Regions from separate parts of the Bombyx mori genome. Here region 2 is linked to region 1. A link is a contact called in public Hi-C data. All regions are on one chromosome and are shown on one strand. The core of a region is the stretch at or near the end of the contact, and the rest is flanking DNA. Distances in the headings are between cores, read along the strand shown. Region 1 overlaps LOC101740831. Region 2 overlaps LOC101740831.

Region 1 (6,375 bases), core at 1,359-3,858:
TCAAACGATGTCCTGTTTTTCTTCGATATGCCCGAAGCCCTAAGTCTTAATTTAACACCCTTTTCACCGTGGTTCTGCTTAACCCCATCTGAAGGGCCAACAGTTTCTGCTTACGTTTGGGATTTCTTTGAATTCGCGCCTTCACAGCTATTATCACTGCTGGAGTCCTAACAGACCGAGGGCGACCACTTCTTGACCTGTCATCTACACTAGAGTCTTCATTGTGTCGTTTGATGGTACGATAAACGAATCTTTTGGTTATATTCAAATTTTTCAGTATGTTAAAAATTTGAATTGGCGCGTAGCCGCAACGATGCAACGCAATAACTGCAACACGGTCTGCTTTAAGCGTCCACTCCATATTTAAAAATGAGTAAAATTCTAAAGTATACATTTTTATTTTCATGAACAATTTGAAATTCGAATTCAATAAACTTTTTTGTGGCCAGCATTCTAAAAGAAAAGTTTTTACTGTGTGACAATACTTATCACCTGACTAGTTAGTTACAACGACTGCTCCACCCTTCAAACCGAAACGCATTATTGCTTCACGGCAGAAATAGGCAGGGTGGTGGTACCTACCCGTGCGGATTCACAAGAGGTCCTACCACCAGTAAATAACGTAATAGGTGTATGGCTCTAATAAAGAAGGAAAAAAAAGAATCCTAGCCTTGAGTGGTGCTTGTAAATACAGGGTTATTTACATACATACGTCGGTAAGAGCTGAAACGTAAGCCGCACGCAACTCAGTAGCACGCACACCGTAATATAAATGATATTTCGCGATACCATTTGGAAACATTTTTGTATAATGTTCGCCATTTGTTGACTCAGGTGGAATTTTAGTATTTTTAACCTTCAGAAAAGGTACGAAAAGTTTCAAAAAAGGCCGAGATGGGTTGATTGTGTGTGTATTTTTGTAAATATAAACCAATGGTCAAAAGGAAAGTTAGAATGAACTAATATTTCCGCGCCAGCGTTCTAAAGCACTAAAAAAATTATGCTACAAATCACATTTGCTTGCTGTAACTAATAAGCTAAGCTGTAACACTTCACAAAGTTTCGTTGTAATACAATTTTCTTTTTAAATTTAGATTTAAATTCGGAATTTCGAAACATTCTATACTGAATTTAACTCCACTGAATGTAGGTATTATTTTAACAACAGAACCTTTAAAAATTGCAGGAGTAAGTAAGTGCAGCATTGCGTGTTCAATGTTTGAGCAATTTGCATTTAAATTAGTTTTTAGTGTGCGACGTAATGTATTGCAAATCGTTACATTGCTTTCGAGTACCATGAAATATTTTCTATTTCCTGAATAAGCCTATTTAAACATTTTATTTCATAAAAATATTTTATTTCATAATTTTATTACAAAAACATTTTATCTGAGAATTTACAGGTTTTTGGAATGAAGTTCCTTATGGCACGATGCGGAGGGGTACCCTAACCGGGAAAAACGTCCGTAACGTAAGATATTAGTAATGCACACAGTGTACGACTTAACTTTGTAATAACGTACAAAAAATAAATATTTTATAATTTATTTTGGTCAATAAAATATGCATACCCGAATAATTATTTTCTTTATACCGCGAATAGAACTTAAAATTAATATTTTGATAATAAGGAACTTCGTTCCTATCCGGTGTCCCACGACACCACACATTTTTTTTTACAATGTAAAATACGTAAGTAAACTTATGAACGTACTTAATACAAATGCTGCATAAGTATAATTTCCCATAGTTGTTCATAAAAAAAAACGCATTGATGCATGAAAGAGTTCATTGACATCACAACGTAATTACCGCCACCTACTTTGAGACACGAGGTCAAATTCTGAAATGTAGTGTATAAAGTTTATACTACCAGTCAAGCCGGAACGTTTGACCAGTTTGCGGCAGATATAGTTAGAGCCGTGGTAGCTATAGTTCTCAGAACAGCCCTTACCAGCTGTAGGTACCGTATTATTCTAGTCTTATAGTGTATTTAATCATTGTGTCCACTACCCAGGTAGACAGGGGACGCACAAGATAAATACCGCTATTTTAAGTTAATGGTTCCTTGTCTGTGACTCGGAAGGGTGTCCATCCGAGACCGGTCACGGAGGAACTGATTTGTCTTCGTTACAAGGACATATTGTCCGAAGCGAACAGAATTTTGATTTTAGCGGTGCCTTTATTCAATTGGCTTGGTGTGCGGACAATTAATCACCTGGATTTATTGTTTATAATAAGAATGGGCGTGGTTATTTTGTTATCTTTGCCAGAGCTGCCAGTGTCAATTGACATGACAATTTGAATGTTTATGAATGAATGTATGCTAAGGAGTTCGAGCATTGAAGGATTGCGACAGAATTAAGCAGGACGTGTGATATTCCTTCGAGCGGGCCTTCAATACCATGATCATACCACCATATATTTACTGGTGGTATGATTATGAGTCCTTGTGAGTCCTGAAAAACCTGCAAAAAGAAAGAAGATAAAAAACAAGATCCTTAATTAAGCGCGTTTCCATTGAAAAAGCCAATATGAAATTCAATCAATACTCTTGTCATCCCGGCCAAGATACTATGGTACGAACTTATGGAAGTTTGTGAAAATTACTATACGTTGAAAGATTCCGTTACAAGTCAAGCTAATAACTACTGATAACTATTGTATGAAACATACGATTGTTTTCAAACGCATCTTCGCAGAAAGCAAATCCAGCCTTACGCCTCAAATGTTTAGGTTTTTTTTAAAAAGTAATATACCATTTTTATTAAACGTCAATAGCCGTATCGCTTAAGTTTATTTGAAAACAGCTCAAGGCCAGAACCGTGCCATCGCCCCGTAAATTTATGAGTCATTCATGCGAAAGACGCGCGAAGAATAGCATACTTAAATATTTAAAAGCGCATATGAACTCTTTCGCGTTCACAATGTTATATCGCTCACACATACCGTTCCTCCTTGCGAACAACATTTATACTCAAGATCTGCAGGGTGCATTTTTCTGGCTTCCATTATTAAACGTAGCTCGCAAACTTGAGCTTTATCCTTTGAGTGTTAAGTATCGAATTCGTTTGGGTCAATAAAACAAATAAGTCACAGTCGTCACCTGAGCAAACGGAGCTGGCCCCCACAACAGGTTTATATCAATTTTCTACCGAGTGCGTCTGGAATCGGGGAAAACACTTAACCGCTGGATGTGAACTTTTATGTTCTTTTTAAAAAAAGACTGGGTTTTTCAAACTATTATTCTAGAATGCAATTCTGAAAGAACTCTGTTTATTCTGAATTTGACTATGAATGTTTTTAAATATTTCGTTGTAAAGAGTTTTCCATGTTTTATATATTGGGAGTATTTAGTTAATGTTTTCTTTGGTTTTCGTGGATTGTAAACGAAATTAAAATTACTTTGACTGTTTATTCTCACGTCTCTCGTAATTAAAACAGTCTGAATTGTTTTGTAAGTGCAATATTGTTTTTTTTTCAATTTATTGACTGACGGTTGAAGTTTCATATCTTTGTTCTCGTGTTTTATAGGCACTGAAAAAAGGAAAACGGGATAAGAATAGCTGCACAAAAACTACGAATACTAAGCATCTTAGATAATAAAACTTATTCCAATCCTGAATCGAATCCAAGCTTCGTGTGACAGTAGTCAATGTACTCGATCACTGCGCTTATCGAATTAAGACTTCAATCTAACGGGCTAACATAAACAGAGCCGTGTGCTTACCGTATTTCATGAATTTAACGATAATATATAATTATAGAACTTTTTTTTGAGATGTGGTGCTGGAGAAGAATGCTCCGGATACCTTGGACAGCGAAGAGAAGCAATCTGTCCATCTTAGATCAACTGCAGATCAAGACTAGACTGTCCACACTCTGCCTTCGCCGCGCACTCGAGTACTTCGGTCATATTGCTCGGAAAACACCGGATAGCTTAGAAAGACTATTCGTGACAGGGAAGATTGAGGGAAAGAGACCGCGCGGGCGTAGTCCGACAAGGTGGTTCGACCAAATCCGCACCACACTAGAGATCCCATTCCAGGACGCCCTTCATGCGGCCAATGATCGGAGGCGCTGGCGGGACATTACAAGGAGTAAAATCATGTCGAATTATGATGGTCACGACCCTCAGCAGTGAGGAAACGACGCGAAGAGGAGGAGAACTTTTTTCAGCTCCTGCGAATTTTAGACACAATTAAAACTGCTTTTACGGTTTGCTGTTTGTCGTCCGTGACTACGAAACCTGTAAACTATTCTACAAATAATAAATAAATAAACGCGGGCTTAAACCGTAAGAGTATAATAGCTTTAATTATACATATTATTATGTATCTATGTGGCTAACACAAGAGTACTGTTAGGAGGACTATGTTGACTTACGTAAGACATATCTTGTTATTACATTGTGCGTATTGATTGGATTTTGCCGTAGCGACTCAATCTACTAAGTAAACACGTTTGGCAAACGTTTCGTAAACACAGGCATTCCTTATTACTAGACTCCGCTGTTTATTGTAGAGATATTTTGTTTGTTTATTTGCTCGTTCGTTGGGGACTATAGTGGTAATGGTAATCGTTTACATGAAGAAGATAATTTTATTATTGTTCGCTGATGGCCTGTATAATGCTGTAGTTATTTGCGAAAATAGAAATCAGCATTTTAATTCCGCCTCCACTTTGCGATATTAAGTGAAAGTTTCAAATGAAGCTCAAAGAATATCTTTGAGTAAAAGCCTTACAGGTTTATCATATAAATCTATTTAGAGGTCTAATTCTCAATTGCATAGTATAATGGCTGTCTTAAACCTTCAATATGGGCAGGGTCGTGGTTCCTACCCATGTGAGGCAAGCGTACCCAAAACAAGCGCACTATGATACGACGAGAAACTCAGTGGGCTCTCGTCCCACTGAGTTTCTCGTCGGATCTTCTCAGTGGGTCGCGTTTCTGATCCGGCGATAGATTCTGCGAAGCACACTGCTCTTGCTAGGGCCAGTGCTAGCAACACTCCCGGTTAGAGCCTCGTGAGCTCACCTACACGTCAAGGAGAAGCTGAAATAGCCTCTCAAGGCTATCAGCATAGGTAGTGTTTTTTTATATCACAAGTAATTCGTAGCACATATAAATTTTATAATATAGCTTACGCAGAATTGACCATTCCACTGATTTATGGTGGTCTTATAATAATTATTTGGAAGGCTTATTGCTCTCTTGTCGGCTATGTTCTTGAAATTTAAGATCATATTAGGTAATGTTTGGTATTTTAATTCACGATATCACTTTCTGTTCATAACTATTGGTAGTTCTTGGACTAATCGATGCGTTCTGGTTTGTTTTCTTCCTTTGAATTGAAACTTGCTGTTGTTATCTACAATATATTATTATGCTAGGATGGGCGTGTATCGTGATTGACTATATTTGAATTTGAAACATGATTTTTATTTCAGCAATACGAATTTACCAAGTTATGTCCTTTAATACGATTTCGTATGGTATTCTAAATTTATTCTAACTTCGGCAACATTCAACGCTGACGTATAAGGGTATATAGTGACCCAAAAACCACAAGTTAATCTGTTTCGAATGTTCCCTTTAAATTATTTATCGAGGACGACTTTCGTAATTGGACGAAATTAGTTTAAATATTAACGCGATATGATAGAATCAGGATGTTCCGTGACCACAAAAACTGTAGTATTCGAATCTTTGAAAGTAACAAAACAAAAATAATAAACGAGAGATTAAACTGTACATTTTTACTGGTGGTAGGACCTCTTGTGAGTCCGCACGGGTAGGTACCACCGCCCCGCCTATTTCTGCCGTGAAGCAGTAATGCGTTTCGGTTTGAAGGGTGGGGCAGCCGTTGTGACTATACTGAGACCTTAGAACTATATCTCAAGGTGTGTGGCACATTTACGTTGTAGATGTCTATGGGCTCCAGTAACCACTTAACACCAGGTGGGCTGTGATAGTCCACACATCTAAGAAAAAAAAAAATTTGATTACGTGTAAGGTTTATTGTAAAATAATTAAAAAAAAAAATAATAAAATGTATCATATTAAAGTTAAGGCAATTATCGGATTGCTAAATAGCAACACTGTTAGTGGGAGCAATGGCAGTAGTGGCGACGTGACATAATAAAAAAGGCGGTAGTCTGAAAAAACGGAACAGAAAGCAGTGTATTGAGTAGTGATCAGTGTGCTTAGTGCGAGTTTTTTAACGTTCTCGATAGCGTAAAAGTTACCTCATATTTGTATGGAATGGGATCGTTTGCGTACGTTTGCCGCTAGAGGCGCTGTTTCAACTGCATACAAAATTGGGTAACTTTTACGCTATAGAGAACTTTAAGAGACTCACACTAAGCACACTG
Region 2 (6,066 bases), core at 2,646-5,145, 49 kb after region 1:
CATGTAATCGGTCAATCATAATTATCTGTGTATAGAATATTAATTAAACAATAAGAACCATTCATAATTACATCGGTAACTTTGATGCGTTCAATAAGTCATGCATATAAATCATCGCTGATTTAAAAGAAGTGATTGATACAGAGAGTGAGTCAGAATATGAGTCAATTAGCTTTGCTCCTAATGGTTAAGTAACACATCATGTTCAGTGTGAATGTAACTGGCTTTGGGGGTGTGTCATTGTTTAGACTCGTAACGGATTTCCTAACAATGATTCGTGTGCCTCGTGCGCGTTAAGAAATACTAGAAAGGCTTGTGTGAATCTCGCTTTGGGATTTTTTAAAACTGGTCTTAACGTTCTTAACCATTTATTCGTATTCATGAGCTAACATTTCTCAGACTCGTTATCAAGGTTTCTGTTTAAAGCGCATTTTAATTGCGCGTTATAGAATTTAATTACATCATCTGTTAATTTAATGTGAACTTAATAATTTAGATGCTATTGTCCTATTTGGATCAGCGACTCGAAAGGTATTGCTTCTGACACGAGAAATTTTCATTCGTCCCAGCTCTCTGCAATGCCTGTGATTAGGCGGTATCTCCGCTCGATTGATCGGGCTTTTGCTGTTCTAACGAGACAGACTCTCTTCATGGCATGATAATCTTCAATTCTTTCTAGGTTGCCAAGCTAACTTAATCGAAAAGCTTTTGTAATACCAATTATATTCGGCCTTAAAAAAAGCTTCTCGATCTTCCATTTTTAAACGACTGTCTAATAGTAAGCTCAATAATTTAGTGACTTCGATATAAATTTCGATAACACTTAACACAGTGTAGGCCGTGGGCTCGTTCACTTAAGTATTTTAAAAACTCCTAAGTTTAAGCAATCGTATCGACTCTAACAATCAAATCTGAGTTTCCTGTACACCTTTGTTATTCATATTATATTGCATATATGTACAAAAAACTCTATAAAAAGATTCATTACGCAGAAATAGGTGTTTTGTATGTTAGTTGCGTCCGAAAATGGTATTGAATGCGTCACAAAAGCTTCCATCGTACGCGTGACGTCATACCATGGACATAATACCTTTAATAAATCTGTTACAAGAAGGAAATATGTAGTTTCGAATTGTTTATTGTCATAGGAAACAATTATTGTTTCTTTCAAGTTTATCATTTTAGATTTCTGATTAAATATAATATTTTTAATGTATAACTATCCACTGAGTCTCTTGCCGAATCTTCTCGCGATTCAATCCGGTAGTAGATTCTACGAAGCACTGCTTTTGCTAGGGCTAGTGTTAGCAAATTCTATCAAGTTGACCCCGTGAGCTCAACTACCCGTCTTCGAGTATCTGGAATAGCCCCTTAGGTTGCCAGCGAATAGGTAGGAAAAATGTTTAACTTGGTTTTGATAGAGCGTGCTGTCGCCATGAGCGCGTGGGTAGGCACAAACGTCCTGTCCATTTTTACTCTACTTATTAGTTTCTGTTGGAAGCGTAACTAATCCGCCGCAATACAATTAAGACTTTGCTGCCATGCCTCATGGTGCTTGTCGTATGTTTTGTTGGCCCAACAACGGTTATGATAAATAAAAAAAACCGACAAAAACCTTTTTATGAATAGACTCGAATTAGAAACGTATTTTGTTAATATGGCCAAAAAATTTTCAGTTAATTGAGTAATTTACATTATTTGGTTCCACGATTAATATTATTCGTCCATGTGTAATAACTACAAGAGACGCACGTACAGAATTATCGGCGCCATGGCTCGATTGTTGTATTGAAAACTTGTAATGACGTAATTTCCAACTTGTGAGTAAGTTGGGATATCCTATAGCACACGAATTCTTCTGATCTGACGTCACCTTTGACGGATCTGCATATTTTTTGGTTGGGCTTTCGTAGAAGTAATATAATGTCTCTAAAAAAAAATACAACCCACTTTTCATGCCTGTATGAATCGTTGATTATTTTTAGAATTTGCTTGATATAATTCAGCTGTTTAATGGACAATAGTTGAATATGTCAATCGTTAAGATCGATTTTTCAGATTTCGATTTATTTTAAAGTATCACTATTTAGGATATTTAATAATAATGAATGTTAATGAAAAATATCTGTACTATATCCGAAGCTATGTATATGGCCCGCATAACAATGTTTATTTTAAGAGATCAGCCTTATTCCACTTTCGGGATGTTCCAGGATAACTCCGTTTAACAATTGTAAATCGAAAAGAATGAAAAATGTTGCATATTCTTGGGACGAAAAGCTCCATGGGCAAATCTATTTATTAGGCGATTTGTAAATCCATTGGTACGTAAAATCACGAACCAAGATACTGTCGAATCAATCATAGCTGATATACCCAAAGTTGGTGCGATGTCGAAAAGTATTTTACGTGTTAATCCAATCGACTAAATGAATATCTCAGTAGTTACCGCCTTAGAATACTGGACCAAGGGTCGTGGGTTTGAATACCAGATCGAGCAAACATTCATGAAATGAACAGGTTTGTTTGCTCTTTTTCAGGTTTTTTAATGTATTTCCATGCAGTTTTTTTATTGTAAATAAATGTGTACATCATCAGTCTCTGGTTCCCTGGGTACAAGGAATACTATTTGCGGGCCAGGTGATTGGTCCCCGGTTATTATTATATTAGTATACACGTTAAAATCTATTTAAAGAAAAATATCACCCAAATGCGTAGCAGTAGCACTGAAACAGTAATAGCGTCTAACGCCTATTTTTGAATTGGGACTTTATCCATTGTTTTTAAGACGCTACAAGTCATACTGAAGTTGTGAACAAAAGCCAGCAAAAATTTTCGACTCTGGCCTGTTACTGTTATCATCGTCATGACGCACAAACATTATTCATTAGGTCAACGAAATGACCGGTACATGACGCACGGTTTCCGAAAAAGTCACGCTCATACGACTTGGGGCTATTTGTCACAATGTGCCCCTAACATATGTTTTCCGAGTGCAGCTGCGTTCTGTTATGGTTCGATCCCTGTCGTTTGGTGCAATTAACAGAAGAAAATACTATGTTATAAGTGTATAGAGATTAATGTTGCAGATTTAATATTTTTTGACATTATAGACGAATGTTCGAGAAGGTTCATTTGTATAATTGTTCTATTTATGAAAGTTAAGAGGTTGAGATACTCAAATAATTACACATAAATCTTGTTTTGGGTCGACCACAGATAACCCCCATTGGGTGTTATCTGTGGGTTCGATACAACAAACAAAAAAAAAACAAAGCAGAAAATGATACTTAATTGTGTAAATTTTTCATATTAATAAAAATAGTTAATATAAAATTGAAGTAACTATGAAACAGTACGTAATAATGTACGATGATGCGTTTATTAATTATAAAGTCTACATAACTGATTCCTTTGGATCTAAAAACTTTAAAGATGAAAATGTATGATGCGGTGATGAAAAGTATTCTATTTATTAACTAATCAATTGTCTAGGTGGTGCAATAGTTAGCGCCTCTAGCTGCTGGGCCAAAAGCCCATATCGAGCAAACATTCATGAAATAAACAGCTTTGTTTTCTGAGTATTTAATATCTTCCTATGTATTTACTTAAATGTAAATAATAATTTATATTAGTGTTTAGTTCCCTTGTTACAAGGAATTCCATTTTGGGGCCAGATGACTGCGTGTGACTTTTCCCCGTTTATTTTTATAATATCATAGGTTTTAAAGCAAAAATTTTAATTCTCAGTTCAGTCAGGACTTCTAGAGCCTTCCTTTATTCAAAAATCGCTTCATTTTATATTTTAAGGCACAAACATCCCCGCGTAACGCCGCGTCCGGTAGCAGAGTACGTCAAACGTAACACCTGCGATACTCAATGAGTCATTACGTTCACATGACCGGTCCTTGTATTTATCCGTCAGAAGGTCGGGACAACCGGCCCGTTTGACTCATTACTGATACTTTGTAAATTAAGTGAGTTTATAAATAACAACATAACCTTTTGGCTCCAGTTCGCTTTCTATAGCCATATAGTTGTAGTGGATCGGAGTTATTTTTGAAGCATATTTAAAAATTATTCTAAGGTATCGGCATAAGGAGTTTTTTAACTTTAAAAAAACATTATAAAGATTTAATGTACCTACCATATTCAATGGCTATAAGAGAGAATTTCTTTTTGTGTTATAAATTCAGATTGCGAATATCTTATATTATTATGTATCTTCAAAGATATTGCCATCAGAAATCGATCCATGGTTTCATAGTCAAGGTCATTAACCATTAGACCAACGCGGTGAACTTAAAACTACTTTTTTAAAGTAATAATGGCCAGAAACGTCAAAATTAAATGTGCTATGATGATAATCCTAGTGAGAATGCTAGAAGAAAATATATCCAAAGAGCATAAATCAATCTCATAAACATCAGAATATATTTATTGCGATTTTAATTGTACTGGTAACTCTCTTATCGTTATTACAATACAAAAAAAATAATTGATGGTTGACTCATACTTGCCAGCTGTGTAAATGCAGATTATATATGTATTTATTTAAGCGTCAATCAAAATTTGGCGTTCTATAATGTAAATAGCGTGTTTAAATATTCATTTACAATTTTTTGCGGATAATCTAGAAATGGTTTTATCATTCGTGTATTCAATGGTGTATCAAAAGCTCTGTTTGAGGATTATTAAGCCCATTGAGTTTCTCGCCAGTTCTACTCAGTGGGCCGCGTTTCCGGCCCGGTGGTAGATTCTGCGAAGCACTGCTCTTGCTAGGGCTAGTGTTAGCAACGTCCTCAGTTCAAAGCCCCGTGAGCTCACCTACTCGTTCGGTTATTTTGGCATAATCCTCTGAGGTTACCAGCTTAAGTTGGAAAAAAAAAGGATTTTTACTGGACTGTGACCCTTGGAAATTAGCATTTCATTTTTTTTTAAACTATATAAATAAAAATGAATTGCTGTTCGTTAGTCTCGCTAAAACTCGAGAACGGCTGGACTGATTTGGCTAATTTTGGTCTTGAATTATTTGTGGTAGTCCAGAGAAGGCTTAAAAGGTAGATGAATTTATAAATGTTCGGAATTAAATAATAATAACAGTTTTGTTTTTTCTTTGATGTGTATGATTTAAGTTTATTTTATATAAAAGTTTAAGTCTTTTATTTATCGATTGAGACATTAAGAAGTTTGCCGGGTCAGCTATTTAAAATAAAAAAGCTTAACCTAAACTCTTAATTGAAAGTTCTAACTACGTCGTTATAAGATTATCGTGATATTCTAGCTCTTAAAATCTGAAACAGACGATTACGGAAGAAGTAAATAATTGCATATTATCTTATCGTTAAATATTGTACAAACTTGGTTTTCTCAACGTATTTTTTTTTGCTAAATCTCTAGGACGATGTTTGCATTTAAAATATTAATTTCTATAGTTTGAATTCGTTAGTCATCACGGAGTTGCCCGCTTTGAAATTGATCTTTGTTTTTGTTTGAGAGCAAAAAAGAAAAACAAAACAACATACGTCGTTGTTTGAGTGTTTCAAACAAAACATTTAGCTATTGTTTTATCGTGCAGTGACGTCACCGAGAGATGGCCGCTGCGAGTACATTCACCTATTGCTTAGATCATCCGAAACTAGTTGTGTACGCCGATGTGGCTTGTTATTGAAAATTATTCGATAGCTTGTTCGTAAATCCATCCAAAAAAACATCCATCCTTTCAGTTTCATAAAATGAACTATTAATAGAAAAAAATATTAGAAAATTTGAACAATTTTATAGAAACATTACAGTTTAATTGTCGGGACAGCAACACAATTGGCACTTCGATCTTATATCTCATGTTGAATGGTGACATTTGAATTCTGATATCTATGGGCCCCAGTAGCAACTTAACAGTAGATGAGCTATGTGCTGCTCCTTCACCCATTTGAAAAACCAAATGTTGTAATACCATATTAGATTATAAAAACAATTCAAAAGTATGTAGGACATTCAAATCGAATAAAATTAGATAAAGATACGAATTTAAATATAGTATTGGATTTTAAAATCGTCGCCACC

Evidence for each region. A called contact is a pair of places that touch in the nucleus more often than the background predicts.
Region 2: a Hi-C map of middle silk gland shows a contact between it and region 1, with 2.0 times the contacts expected there. The contact joins two enhancer-like sites. A contact is called at or near these places in 2 of 7 Hi-C or Micro-C datasets (middle silk gland and whole pupa).

What each region holds. Positions count from the first base shown.
Region 1 is chr21:7,312,868-7,319,242 of ASM3026992v2, forward strand. The region is part of intron 2 of LOC101740831; the gene reads left to right. Among protein-coding and RNA genes, the nearest start is that of LOC110385788, 92 kb to the right of the region's middle. Within about 2 kb of position 2,609, at least 2 of the 8 cell types and tissues checked have open chromatin away from gene starts, as enhancers often do.
Region 2 is chr21:7,360,971-7,367,036 of ASM3026992v2, forward strand. All of the region lies in intron 3 of LOC101740831, which reads left to right. Among protein-coding and RNA genes, the nearest start is that of LOC110385788, 44 kb to the right of the region's middle. Within about 2 kb of position 3,896, at least 5 of the 8 cell types and tissues checked have open chromatin away from gene starts, as enhancers often do.